Linked DNA regions of Anas platyrhynchos: regions 1, 3 and 4 are each linked to region 2. Evidence: chromatin contacts called from public Hi-C data. All regions are on one chromosome and are shown on one strand. The core of a region is the stretch at or near the end of the contact, and the rest is flanking DNA. Distances in the headings are between cores, read along the strand shown.

Evidence for each region. Hi-C and Micro-C count contacts between places; a contact is called where the count stands out from the background.
Region 1: a contact with region 2 is called in a Hi-C map of small yellow follicle, with 2.1 times the contacts expected there. The contact joins two enhancer-like sites. A contact is called at or near these places in 2 of 8 Hi-C or Micro-C datasets (small yellow follicle and subcutaneous adipose tissue).
Region 3: a Hi-C map of skeletal muscle shows a contact between it and region 2, with 5 times the contacts expected there. The contact joins two enhancer-like sites. A contact is called at or near these places in 4 of 8 Hi-C or Micro-C datasets (F1 follicle, F5 follicle, skeletal muscle and 1 more).
Region 4: a contact with region 2 is called in a Hi-C map of small yellow follicle, with 4 times the contacts expected there. The contact joins the promoter of MRPS31 here to the enhancer-like site in region 2. A contact is called at or near these places in 5 of 8 Hi-C or Micro-C datasets (F1 follicle, liver, skeletal muscle and 2 more).

The regions. Positions count from the first base shown.
Region 1 is chr1:179,941,634-179,944,768 of IASCAAS_PekinDuck_T2T, reverse strand. The region is part of intron 1 of FOXO1 (forkhead box O1); the gene reads right to left. Among named protein-coding and RNA genes, the nearest start is that of FOXO1, 55 kb to the right of the region's middle. Within about 2 kb of position 1,643, at least 5 of the 8 cell types and tissues checked have an H3K27ac peak or open chromatin away from gene starts, as enhancers often do. A contact at or near this core is called in small yellow follicle, where this site is marked.
Region 2 is chr1:180,270,339-180,273,700 of IASCAAS_PekinDuck_T2T, reverse strand. COG6 (component of oligomeric golgi complex 6) reads left to right here. Exons shown (of 19, transcript XM_038174145.2): 11 at 249-313; 12 at 2,287-2,378. Among named protein-coding and RNA genes, the nearest start is that of COG6, 28 kb to the left of the region's middle. Within about 2 kb of position 1,595, at least 4 of the 8 cell types and tissues checked have an H3K27ac peak or open chromatin away from gene starts, as enhancers often do. A contact at or near this core is called in F1 follicle and small yellow follicle, where this site is marked.
Region 3 is chr1:179,857,394-179,860,824 of IASCAAS_PekinDuck_T2T, reverse strand. The region is part of intron 6 of MRPS31 (mitochondrial ribosomal protein S31); the gene reads right to left. Among named protein-coding and RNA genes, the nearest start is that of MRPS31, 16 kb to the right of the region's middle. Within about 2 kb of position 1,649, at least 2 of the 8 cell types and tissues checked have an H3K27ac peak or open chromatin away from gene starts, as enhancers often do.
Region 4 is chr1:179,841,368-179,844,579 of IASCAAS_PekinDuck_T2T, reverse strand. It overlaps MRPS31 (mitochondrial ribosomal protein S31), which reads right to left and starts at 1,785. Exons shown (of 7, transcript XM_027470920.3): 1 at 1,629-1,785. The coding sequence starts at 1,696.

The sequences.
Region 1 (3,135 bases), core at 394-2,893, 330 kb after region 2:
ACTCTGAGGTCAAAGAGGAGACCTTCAGCATATGAAGGCAGCAAGAAGTCTGTAAGAAGCAGGACTGTAACACCTTATATGCAGCAGTACCCTGAGAATACCCCGACAAGAGCACAGCCTCACACCAAACGGGTCACAAAGCTCTCCTGGACAGCAGAAGATGGGGGAAAACAGCCTCGTGGCAGAGCGCGGTTCAACCAGCACAGCAGGGAGTCAAAGCATCTGCCTAACTTCAGAAGCCTTTCCAACCTCTCCTTTCAATCCAGAGAACCATCTTTAACAAATTATCCCAGTTAAATCAACACCAGTGACGATTTCAGCATTTCCTCATTTAATTTTGAAAGGAAGCCAATCTCTCTGATATTAACTAATTGCCACAGGACCGTGTCTCTTCACTGCTAACCCTGCAATCAAAAACTCATCTTCTATCTAGCGACAGGGCATTAGGGAAGGCCTTGAAATTTTATTTTCACCACATGTGGCCCTGTAAAAATATCATCTGGGGCTCGCCTCTGCATAGCTTTAGGCTTGCGAATGCTCAGTGACTTGCAGGGCTCAAGGCAAGCATCCGCCTTCCACCACCACCTGACGTCTTTGTAATGCAGTGTTAGCGCCGTGTCAGGAGGGTAAGCCCCAAAATCCGTCTCTGGACCTGCCCGTGGCTGTGGTTGTAAGGGCCAGGGAGGGTTGGGAGCCAGCCCCGCCAGCCCTTTGTTTTCACTGTAGGGCCACAGCTGAATTAAAGGCTGACACAATTCCAGATTTAGCAATGTCGCAAGAAAGTTGTTCTGCACGTCTGTTGATTAAAAAACCTCCTGCGCCAGTTCATTTTTTTATTGTATTTTGTAAACATACCCAGTTGGCTCAGGCTTACTGTTTACTATCAAAATAAGCATATCGAACATGCAAAACATCAGGCAGAGAAAATCCCATGCTAGTGCTCAGCTCCCTCTCCTCTGCAAAAGAAGTGTTAAATATTTAAGAAATTACTGCTATTCCTTAGTCATCAAAAATATCATAATCTGGTATTATTGTACTGAGGACATCTGAGGTCGCTCTTTGAGTAACAGAGCTGTCTCCTAACACTGCCAACAATGAAAAAAAAAATTTTCCTAACAGGAAAAGGTTTGCGGCCCAGAGCTTGTTACATAAATTCCTGTTTTTCACGCAGCCAGCAGGACATTAAAGAAGCTATGATTTACTAACTTGGAAAAAAGTGTTGAAGAGGTAAATCTTGTGAAAATATGCACTGCTGTTAATGATGTTGTGTCTACAAATCTTTGCCAGACGCAAACATGACCTGATAAAAAAGTATAGTTTCAGCAGTGGATCTTGGCAGCCGGAGGAGCGGCACCGCCAGCCGCAGCCCTGCCGCCTCAGCACGCTGCAAGACGCTTCAGACCGCGGCTTTCGGCAGGACTTTGAAGCAAAGTCTCTCAAATCCCACCTGAAGGATACAGAAAGCAATTGGCTGCATCTCCAGCCAGGTTTCCGTGCACCGGCAATGCATGCCAGGTCATTCCGAAAGCATCCCCGCTGGAATTTTATCAGACCCACGTTATGACTCCAGCAGGACTGCTGCCACCTGTGGGGTGTTTCCTGGGACTGAGTTTGTGTGTTTGAGACGAAGCTCTGGAAGCCTCTGCTCCTGTTTGGCCTTCAAACTTCATCACATACTTCATACTTCAGTCATACTTCTTCAGCAGAATGACTATCAGCTATGGATATGATTATCATTCCTTGCTGATTAAGAGCCAAAATATGCAAAACCAATATTTGCTAAATGTAGTGTAATGAGCACATACCAGCTAATAAAACTAATGAGGCCAAGAAAATGATTCATTTGAATATACACATTTATATCGTTCATCTGCTCTTCCAACATTTCTTGAAGCTGAACCACACTGTAAGCAAGAACACCCAGCTTGTTCTTCTAAACAACAAATAAACTCAAACTGCTTTATATTTTAAAACAATAAAAGTCTGAGACATTTAATCCCTGGGTGCCAGTAGCAATGCTGATGTCTAGTACTGTATTTAAACTCATGAGGTACCTATATTAAAACATGCAACCTAAGGTTACCCTGACTAACTGCTGAAAAAGTCATATCCCTCTTTAAATTGAAGTATATTTTCTTTTTTTAATTGGTTTGGTGTCTTACTAAGAAGAAACACTTGAAAACACAGTTGCTTTATTGAACTTGACAACATTGTAGGCTTTTACTTAAAGAGAGCCCAGAGAGTCACACTGGCCATCTTTTGTCCACTGCATTCCTTGGAGTATGCACAGGAGAGGGAAGCAGAGCAAGAGCTCCTGTATAACCCTACTGCCAACCTCACCAATAGCCCAGGCTCAGTGCAGACTTTTCCAGGATCAGACTGTGGATCTGTCAATGTCCAGGGAGCTGTGAGACTCATGTGTTGTAATTTCCCATTAAGGTCCATACTGAGCTTCCTTCACTCCCTGTTCAGCTACAGTGCTGTGATGGCCACCAAAAAAGGGAGAGCAAGGAATGGATGCAACGGTTGGTATTTTTTACAAAAACAATCTTGTATCACAGATCTGCTACCAAGCTGCAGATACTCATGTTATTGCAATAAAGCACACCAGAGCATCTCGGAAAATATATTCATCAGTAACTGTCAACAGAGGCAGAAAGACTTGACCTCTGGAGGAAGATGCAGTTGTAATGAAGTGGGAGACAGTAAGGTAAGAGGAATACTGCATCCGCAATACACAGGTCAAGTATTTGTATTAAAATCAACTGCCCCAGTTGCCTACCAATTTTTCACTCAGAAGACATTTCAGCAGTCCACTGCTTCCTATGCCTTATTCAAGAGGATGGTCTACACATGCTGCTAGTCAGTTTGCACTGCCATCAACTGAAATGGCTGCAAATGCAGGTTGGGGGCAGTACCTGAATGTAACTATCATATTTCTCCAAACAAGATCTGAAACAGATTTGGAACATGAAGAGGAACTGTCAGTAAATATGACACTTCAAGACTGCTTTTGCTATGACCCTCTCAGATAACTGTAAATGAAGGGGGAAAAATGAGGTGGAGCAGGAGATTGCTTATTTATTTTAATTAAGAGTTAGAGAATATTGCAACAGGAACATGCCTGGTAAGAAA
Region 2 (3,362 bases), core at 346-2,845:
TGTGCTAGGAAGCAATCACATAGCATAAAGCAGTGACTCTTCAGGACTGTGGTTTGTCATGCAACCATTTCTTGATGGCTAGATGTGAAGTTCAGTGGAGGTGTAAACTAGTCCTGTGGAGAAAAGGACATGTAATTCATAATGCTTTTTTATGGAAGAATAGCTCTTACATGTGTTTATTTGTTTTATAATAGACGAAAAGAGAATTAGATTTGCATATTCTTAGCATGTGCTTGCTTTAACTATAGGTGTGGAAGAAAATATTCAAGAAGTAGTTGGGCACATCACAGAAGGTGTCTGCAGACCTCTAAAGGTGAGATGTATTGCTTTTCTTAGAACTCTAAAAATAATTATAAAAAATGTTCTGTAGGGTTTTTCCAGGTCCCATGCCCTATCTCTACAATGTATTTTCATTTTCCTTGGTTGTGTTAGGTTATTAGCTTTAAAAATCATAAAACCCTTCAAAATTAAAGGTCCAGTAGCTCACAGATAGGTATTTCATGGTATGATAATAAATAGTTGTATAGTGAGAGATACTAGGATAGTAAATCTGTATCTTGATTTTCTTTTACTTTTCTTAAAGTTTAATGATGCTTAGGTGCAAAAATTTAGCTTTAGGATAAGGGTATAGGAATGACTGTAGTGGGTCATATGAAAAATCATTTTAGCTTAGTACCCTGGTTTTTCTACTGTCTATTTTATATGCTTAGGGGAAGAGTGTACAGTTTGTGCAAGTGCGTCAAGATACTTCTGTGGAATAGTTTCTTCGCCTGTTTGTGGACTTATTGAGGACTTACTGAGCCATAGCTACTCCTTTGTATTTGATACACCACAATATATTTTTCTTCCTTGAATATGTCAAGTTGGTATGAAATGATGTTCACAACATGTCCAGCAGGAGGGAAGTGCACAGTTCAACTGTACTGTTTGAAAAGCCAGCTCCTTTTGGGTTTGTTATGTTTAATAACTCCAGCTCTTGTATTGAAAGAGACTGTGAAAAATCATTTCCTAGTTATCATCTTTGTGCCCACCTGATTTGCTGTATGACTGGCATATCCTTCCACAGCTTCGCCTTAGTTTACTGTCACCAGAACAGTACAGAAACAATTTTCAAAATCTTTGATCATCTTGTTACCCTTCTCTGGACCTTTTTTTACTTCTGTGGTATTCTTTAAAATCTTTAGGCTATACTCAGGCCAAGAGACTGTACTCAGTACTATGCCCCTGCCCAAATGTCCTTTCACACAATGGAAATGGGTATTTGTATATGTACGTCTGTACATATGCATGCTTTGAAGAACAAAGTACACCTGAATGTTGAAATTAACTTCGTGCATCGAGCTTTGCAAATTAGAGTCAACAAATATTCTGCATTTTTGGTCTCTGACCTAGATGCCAAGGGAGCATAATCTTAGTTCCTTCTCTGTGCAGCTGGCGGTGACAAGAAGGCACTGCTGCACATTGCGCTCCTTTGAACAGCAGACAAATAACTTGGGAGGGCGGGTGGCGGCGGGTGATTTGTGTGTAGCCCTTTCACACACAGGCACGTGGGAGAATAGGGCAGTGATAAGTCACTGACTATCACTGCTTCATGAGTGCCCAGAGCTTGACCTTGGCGCAGCCTTTTATGAGTGAATTGAGACTGTGTGTACCATGGAGACAAGACAAGACATCGACTGTCCAAGTGTAAAGAAAGTCAGCACTGTTTTGGTCTGCCTAACCAATATCTCCTGGTTGAGATAAACAGGCAACATAGCTGTTAGTAATAAATAATTACATACTGGTAGCAGGTACATGATATTTCCTTTAATAAAGGAGAGATTAATCCAGGTGAAGTTTTGTCTTTTGGGTAAAATACCTCATACTTCGGATGTTCGGAATTGCTGCATGATGCTAATGATCAGATTAGGGATTCTGCAGCTGTTCTTGCTCTGTTCAGTGCTGGGGAGAATTCCAGTATGTACTGGTGTTAATCCATAAAGTGATCTCATTATTTTGAAATTTTCAATAACAAGTTGCAACAAAATCCTATAGAGAAATATTCGCAGCAGTGGGATTACTTTAGTTTAGTTTTTAAGAATATACCTGCTTGTTTTCTACCCAGAGGCTTTGCACCCAAGAAATACTTTGGTTCAAGCAGAAAGCTAGAGTTAACTGGGCATCGTCTCTTATTAAATTTATTTCTGTTCAAATTTATTTCTCAGAAGTCAGCATTGTATTGTATATAAAATCATAGAGGTTGGCTTTTAGGGTGTTTGACCTGAAGGATGTTTGCTTTTTCTGCAGGTTAGAATTGAGCAGGTGATTGTTGCTGAGCCAGGAGCAGTTTTACTGTACAAGATTTCCAATCTTCTCAAGTTCTACCACCATACAATCAGGTATACAAACTACAAAGTATGTTAAGGATATAATTTTTATTACTATTATTTATTTTAAGCATGAAGATTACTATATTAAAAAGGGTATTCTTGGCCTTAGCAGATGCCATTTATCTGTTCACTCCCATCAATTCATATGGAGTCTGCTTTGGAATATGGCATCAATTTTTAGAAATTGATAAATACATTTTATTGTGTTGATAGATGTTTTATTTATATCTATATATGTATATATAGATATATATGCCTAAGATGACAAAGTATCCCTTTGAGAAAGTGATAGAATTAAATTCTCTCTTGAAATTCAATTTTTCTTCCTCAAACAGCTATGTTTGGATACGATTTTTTCTGACTGTGCACTTGCATTTTCCTGTTGCGAAGATGCTTGCCTTATTCTGTATCTGGCTGTTCAAGGTGCACCAATCATCTTCCAACCTGTCAGGTGCCACCAAGATCAGTGAACCAAGAGACAAGCCAGAACCTCTGTTTTTTATAGATTGTGGCATTCACAGTAGTTCATATTGGTTAGAAACAGCAGTAGCAGGAAAATTTTCATCCGCAGCCCTGGACTGAACTGCTGAGAATTTGAGTCACTAATATAACGACTATTTTCTGGTATTTATATATTGCTTAATAATAAATGGTTCATGGGCATCTCCTCAAGTCTTCACGTGTGATGGCACTACAGGTCTATGGTAGAACACATATCAGACCTTTTTTCTTTTATAATATTGAGCAAAATGTTTTATTCCTAATTTTGTTGTCAAAAACAGTTTCAATATTTTTGCTGTTTCTCTGTCTCCAAAGTCTGTTTCCCGGTGGTAGTAAAGCAATTGAATATGTGATGTTAAAATGGAGGAGGGTCTTAGGCAGACCCTCCTTAGGAAATCTGTTGCTTTCTCTCGTGCTATGATGCATTGCCTAAAGACCACTGAAGCACCTTCTGTCAGCTGAGTAATTTCCTCTGTATACAGGAAGTCCACC
Region 3 (3,431 bases), core at 400-2,899, 410 kb after region 2:
GTAGCTAAGGTATGATATGTTATCTGCCAACATTAAATCATCAGAATTAAAAATGAGAAAATGAAGCCAGCTCAGTCCTAGGCTTCCTTATATGTTAAAGTTTCTTCAATTTTAGGTGAATAATACTGGGATGGAGAAGACCCTCAACCTGTGTTATCGCATTCATTAAGTTTGCATTCTGTCTTTCCTCCATTAGGTAGTGCACTGCCTGAAGGAGCTGGGAAACGCATCTATTTTTCCCTGCACATCTTTCCCAGAAATATGTGCAGTGTCTACCAGTGCCAGCTACACGCCACTCATCCTCTTCGTCTTTGAAAGAGACAGTGTATTTCTTTCTTCCTCAAGCTCTCTCCTGTTTCTGATATGTTAAAAGAAATAAAAAAGATCACAGCAGCTTCAGAACTTGTATTTCTATGATGCTTGAAAAGCTACGTCTACTTAGAGAAGCACAGAGATGATCTTTTTACCATGCCACCCACGCTGACCTTCCCCCAGCCCAGGGAGGTGGAATCTCCCCGTACCTAGATGCCGATGGTTGCGTTCACAAGCTACCATCCTTTCCAGATTTCATGCTTCTGTTGGTCACAAAAATCCAAGAGAAATAAACCAACGAACCCACTGCTGAAAGAATCTGAATAATGCCGCCAGTAAGTGTGGGCTCTTCTGATGCTCTTCATTTGGACATAGAGGAAGAGAGTATGTCTAGTTAATAGTTTCTCCAATTTTCATCTCTAATCTAAAGGAAATTAAATCATTTATAGTCTCACACAAAAATTCAGGTCAGGAGGAACATTACATCATCTGTTGTGATCTCTCATTTGTCAAAGACATGATACATGGTTTGGGGATGAAGTGCTAAGTCCAAATACTTCACTTGGACCACATATTTCAGTCCTCAGAAAAGTAAAGTATGCATCACAAAAAGAGACCACAACTGCCCAACTGCCCTCACCCTCTCTTCAGCTGTCCTCAGAAACCTCATTTGAAAGGACGTGCATGGTGGGAGCCTAAAGCAGAGGATTTTCTTTATCGATTTCAAAGCAAGAAGTCACTCTCAACGTCCTATTTCCAATTCCATGTGTACTACAAAAGAGAAAGTCTAGAAAAATTTCTTTAGCTAACACATTAACCCTTCCAAAGGAATGTCCAGCCTTCCCTTAAAGGCAACATCTCAAATGCAAACAGGGTGTTTTATAGGGTGTCTACTCTTATAGGGTGTCTTGATGACAAATTCTCAGTAAATAGAGGACCAAATATTTTCTGAGCAAGATAAATCATGCCCTGACAGTAGGCCCCTAGAACAGACCAAAAATAAGCAAAACAATCCCTTCCCCTAAAACGACTGTGTAACATTTGCCACCTCTCTTGGTAAACTGCCCCAATGCTGGGCAAAGCATCTCAGCAAAACAGACGGAGCAGGACCTGGCAATTTTTTGCCTACAAAAGCCATCAGAGGCAACCAAGGCAGTAATTTTCTAAGACTTCCACTATACCTATTGCTTATGCCATAACTATCTCTGACATACCAGAAGCATTTGTTCCTCCGGATGGGTTGCTAAAGCAAAGCTGCACCAATAACACGTACTGGCCCTTCTAACCACTGCACTCCTCAGGATTTGAGTCATCGAGGCATGAATACACAGGCATCATTTTAAAAGGTCAGAAATCAACTTCTTCCCCAACTTCTTGCCACGGCAAATGACGGAGTGGAGCTAACCCTGCTAGAAGCAGAAGAGGCAACCAGACAGAAGGAGGAGCGAGAATGATGTTACGCAAGCCATGCTAGTGGTTTGCTAATCTGGTAAAAATTAATCAGAGGCAGGAGAAAAGAAAAAAAAAAAGAAAAAAAGGATAGTTTGCTGCCTAACAGTGACTTCAACTGTATCAGAAAAGGGAAAGAAACGCAGGCAGGAGCTGACAACAGGGCAAGGGGGAAGACTTACTGGCTGCTGCAGCAAGCCAGTAAGTCTAGCCACGTCTTCAGATGTTCCTATTAGGGCCGGACAAGTTTTAAACATCATGACCCTGCCCTGATGCCTCAAAGCTCAGCACAGTGTCTTGGTAAAGCGCTCAGACGAGAACACTGGAGATGCTCTGAAGCCAAGAAAAGCAGTTATAAGCTGTCTTCCTTATTTTTCATATTTCATTTAAAACTTTAAAGGCTTTCATAATGCTGGAAGTTGAACACACAAGCTTTCTCAACAGAAAATTTAATTACAGAGATGTTTTTAGAGCCCCTTGCTTCTGCATAAAAGAAAAAAAATAATCACACATTTCTTGATAGAGAACAAGCTGAGGTAACGTCCTCCTATCGAGGGAGCTCACTGCAATCAAACTGCAGAGCTAACGGTGGGAAGGGGCATCTTTCTTCTGCAGAGCCACTGACTCTTTCCGGTGTGTGGAAATAATTGGAAGGAGGTTCTCAAGTTTTCAACTGTACTTGGACGTAGCTGGTCTGAGTACCAGCCTGCGCCAGGACAAAGCTGGCGGCTTGATCGAACCCAATTCACTGACTTGATATTTCAACCTGAGAGGTGATAGATTTCGGAACGCTCCGCCGGCATTTTCCACATGACCGCTCTTTGTGGACAACTCAATAAAGATTCCTGTCTAACTATCTGTGAAGGCTCTTTGTCCGTGTGCCATCCCAGCCCAGACAGCACGGTTCCGGCCACGCTGCTCCAACAGAAAAACCAGTGGCCGCCAAAGCCGCCCGGTCCGCTGAGGGCCCCAGACAGCAGGGTTCCAGCCACATTACAACAACACAAAAACCATCGGCTGCAGCGGTTTTCAGCTTGCAAAAACACGACTAGAATATACTTGGACTTCTACATGACGGGACAGATCGATTCTGGGAGCAGCGATTCAATTCTGTGAAGAAACTGCCAAAATAGGATGAGCATAAATATGAAGAGACAATGAAGCACATTATGCAATTTGCAATTCAGCACAGGACAGCTTTTCAAAGACTCCCAGCTTCAGATACTAACCTGTTTTGCTTTCAGTGACTGAATCACTCTCAAGTAGTTCTGTTTGATGTCTTTTTTAAAAAAATAAAGAAAGAAACCACTCAATCTCTCCCTGAAATTATGAAACCCCCATTCCTGAAGCGTACACTTGCTTTCTGTAGTCCTTCCTTAACGTGCTCTCTTTTCTCTGCTGGCTTAACTTCAGGGAGGTGGCTTTTTTTGTTTGTTTATTTAGTGGTGGTGGTTGGGGTTTTTTTAATAAATGGAAATAGGATTTTTTTTTTTTAATAAATGGAAATAGGAGCAAATACACCACACAAAGATATCTAGTTAAGGTAGATGCCCAGAATGAGTGAATATTTAGACTGTTTTTTTCCTATGAAACTGATAAAACAGAGAGCAGATGACTGTTCAGCGCTCGGCCAGTACTGATACGGAACTGGCAAACAGCTGACTAGGCTT
Region 4 (3,212 bases), core at 536-3,035, 430 kb after region 2:
AATAAATAAACACATCTGAAGTTATGAACAGGCTCCGCAGTTGAATTTTGTAAGCCTAGAAAAAAAACATTATTTACAACTGTCTAGTCCTAATTATGTGCAAACTGAGTATATAAAGAACATATTAAATGTACTTTTTGTTCCTCAAGTAGGCCTATAGCCCGTTTCTTTTTTACAACCCTTGGCTATTTATGGCTTCTTCAGAACAAAAAGAATATAAACAACTTTATTCCCTCTACAAACCAGTTCTTGATTAATCTAGGAACTTAAACAAAATTCTAAGACCATTCAAAATCCCTACATTTTAACATTATTGCTAGGTTTATTCCATGCTAGGTACTATGACCTTAGTAACGTAAATTTGCATGAGCCTAGGTTAAAAAAAAAATAACAAATCACACAACTATTCAAAAAAAAAAAACAAAAACACATTACTGGTACCTAATACTTAAATTAATTAGTACTATAGAAAACTCACTGAAACTTTTAAAATAATGCAGTAGAGATCACTGCCACCATGCATAAAAAAAACAAAAGCAAAAAAAATTTGGCAACATCAGTGCGTATTCACACCCATGTCCTTTCACATTGATCCTTCACAGAATCACTAAGGCTGGAAAAGCCCTCCAAGATCACCTGGCCCAACCCTCCCCTACCACCACTGTCACCCACTAGACCATGTTCCTACGCACCACGTCCAACCTTTGACCACATCCATCCCTCACAGTCCTACAAGCATGAAACTTAATAAACCCTACATCGTGCAGCCAGGCACTTGTGCAGCCATACGAGGAACCAGATCCTGCCGTAAAATCACCCGGCTACATGCAAAACAGCTTTTTTGGTTATTTTTCCCTCTGGAGCAGCTCCCCTGCCCAGTTGACCACATCTCACCACTGCACAGAAGCCAAAACCAGCACGGTGCAGGTGAGTACAGGAAGCTGGGGCAGCACAGAGCTGCTTAGGATATTGCTGAAACATGGATGCAATTGGATTATTTAGGAAAAAAAGTACCATAAAATCCAAAGAACGGCTCTCTTCAGCCACATAAAATGAAATATTGAAATCTTTCAATTCAAAACTGCATTTTAGGAACCGCCTTCAAGTTAACGAAGAAAGAAAAATGGTTCAAAATATTTCAGCTGATCTGCAGCAATTTTGACGTTTTCCCCACCTCTCCCATATAACTCTCAAAAAAATAACAATAAATAACTAGTATTATCAGAGGGCACCTCTTTATTACTCCAGTCACTCCGCACTTGATAAATCACTAAATTCCCAGCGTTAAACCCCAAATCTCACTGTTGCAATGCGGCAGGCTAACAGAGGCATGGTTTTGGGGCCACGCTGGTGAGGATCCCTGCTGCCTGACGGGGCTGCCCTCCACACACCTTCCCCAAACACCCTCCTTTCCATGCCCTCAGGCTGCACAGTGTGTAAAAACACTCAGAAATCCTGCTCACTGCTCTGTAAAGCCCTCAGAGCGCAAGGCATCCCCCCTACACAACCCCCCACAACCCCAAAAGCCGCCAGATCCCGCCTTATGGATACAGCGAGGGGCTGCGGCGGCCTGCCCGAGGTAACCCGGCACCCTGCGGGCATTGGGGTCGCGGTGCCCGGCCCGGTACCTGCGAGGCCGCCCGGTGAGGAGGAGGAGGGAGCAGCGGGCGGCTCGCCCGGCCCCACGGCCCCACATGGCGGCCGCTGCCCGGCCCCGAGCTCCCGGTCCCGCCGCAGCGCCGCCGGCCGGGAACAGCAGCCCCGAGCCGAGGGTTCCGCCTTGCCCTGTGAAGTTTTTGTCGCGTTTTGTCCCCAGCACAGCGAGAGGTTGGGAATTGCTGGGAAGTTTTTAGTTTTTAAAGCTTTTACACGCTGCAGAGGCGCGGCGTGCTCAGGGAAGGCGCGGTGTTAAGGAGTCGGCAAGACCAGGTGCTTGTAGCGGCTTCTGTCTGCGGCCCTGCCTTGAAAGATTTTGTGGAGGAAAATAGATTCACGTTCATTTATGGCTCTGTTAATGAGCCAACTCTCATTATTTCCATCACTGAATAGTCATCAAGTTGGCTCTGGGATAGCGACACCAATTGTGCCTCAATGGGAGGATGGCCTACCAACGCCAGATCCCCCATAAGTATACGTTTCTCAATATTTTTGCCAACAGATTATTTAAATTTCAAAAAGTGTCTTTTTTCCTCTTTTTTTTTTTTATTTTATCAATAAAGATATAAACAAATCAACAAGATAACATCCAGAACAGTACTGCTATGGCATCCCTGCCTATGATCTTTGAGGTCCCTTCCAACCCAAGCCATTCTGTGGTGACATCTGAAGACCAACCCCTCTGAAGGACAGATGATCTTGTATTTCAGAACATAAATTGTTTTAAGAGATTTAAAGTGCCTCTCACCTTTCTCTAAAGTTTGTGGTGCTGAAAACATTAGATGTAAGACCCCAAGCCACTGGTTTCATCCAGTTCTGCACTTGTGGTGTGTATTAGGTTCCACATTTGGTTCCACTGTTTTGGCATCCAACCCCCGTTTGCTCCTTTGCTTCTTAGGGTACCTTTCTTCTTCTCAGGTACCCAGGGAAGAGTGAAGATCCTTTATGCCTCTGGAATGGCTTTTACACCTGTGCTCTCCTACCAGATGCATGGCAGATGAGAATCACACTGCTCGCATGTATAATGCAGAAAGCACATGCCACAAAGGGAAGGGGAAAAAAAAGTGACTTCAAGTTTTTTTGTTCCTCAGGATTGGTAGTTTCTGTGAATCGGAGATAATCAAATTTATACCACTGGTCACTTGGACCCACAGAGTAGTCTGAAGTCCTAAAAAGAGCAAAGGTATCAATGACACTTTTTTCTGTGCTCTGTGTGGGCTGCATCACAGTTCCAGATCCTCCAGAGATCCCAAATTGCTTTTAACAAGCAAATAAACGACCAACAAAAGCTGGATGGTGCTTTCTATATGTTAAAAATTCAGGACCTGACTGCCTTCTTTTTCTGGACAAAATCTGTCCACAACTAAAGAATGGCCTTACATGCAGAAGTCATCTTACTTTTTCCTCCTTGTGCAATCCCCATGTGGCACTGTATGGGTTGACCCACCTCTCCAAATAGCCTGGGCAACATCTACTGCAAGGTGCTGGGCGAGTTTTGATGGTCTCGTTTCTGTAGCTTTGGCTGCTATTCCAGGAGGGTGCTTCAGAAGAGCTGA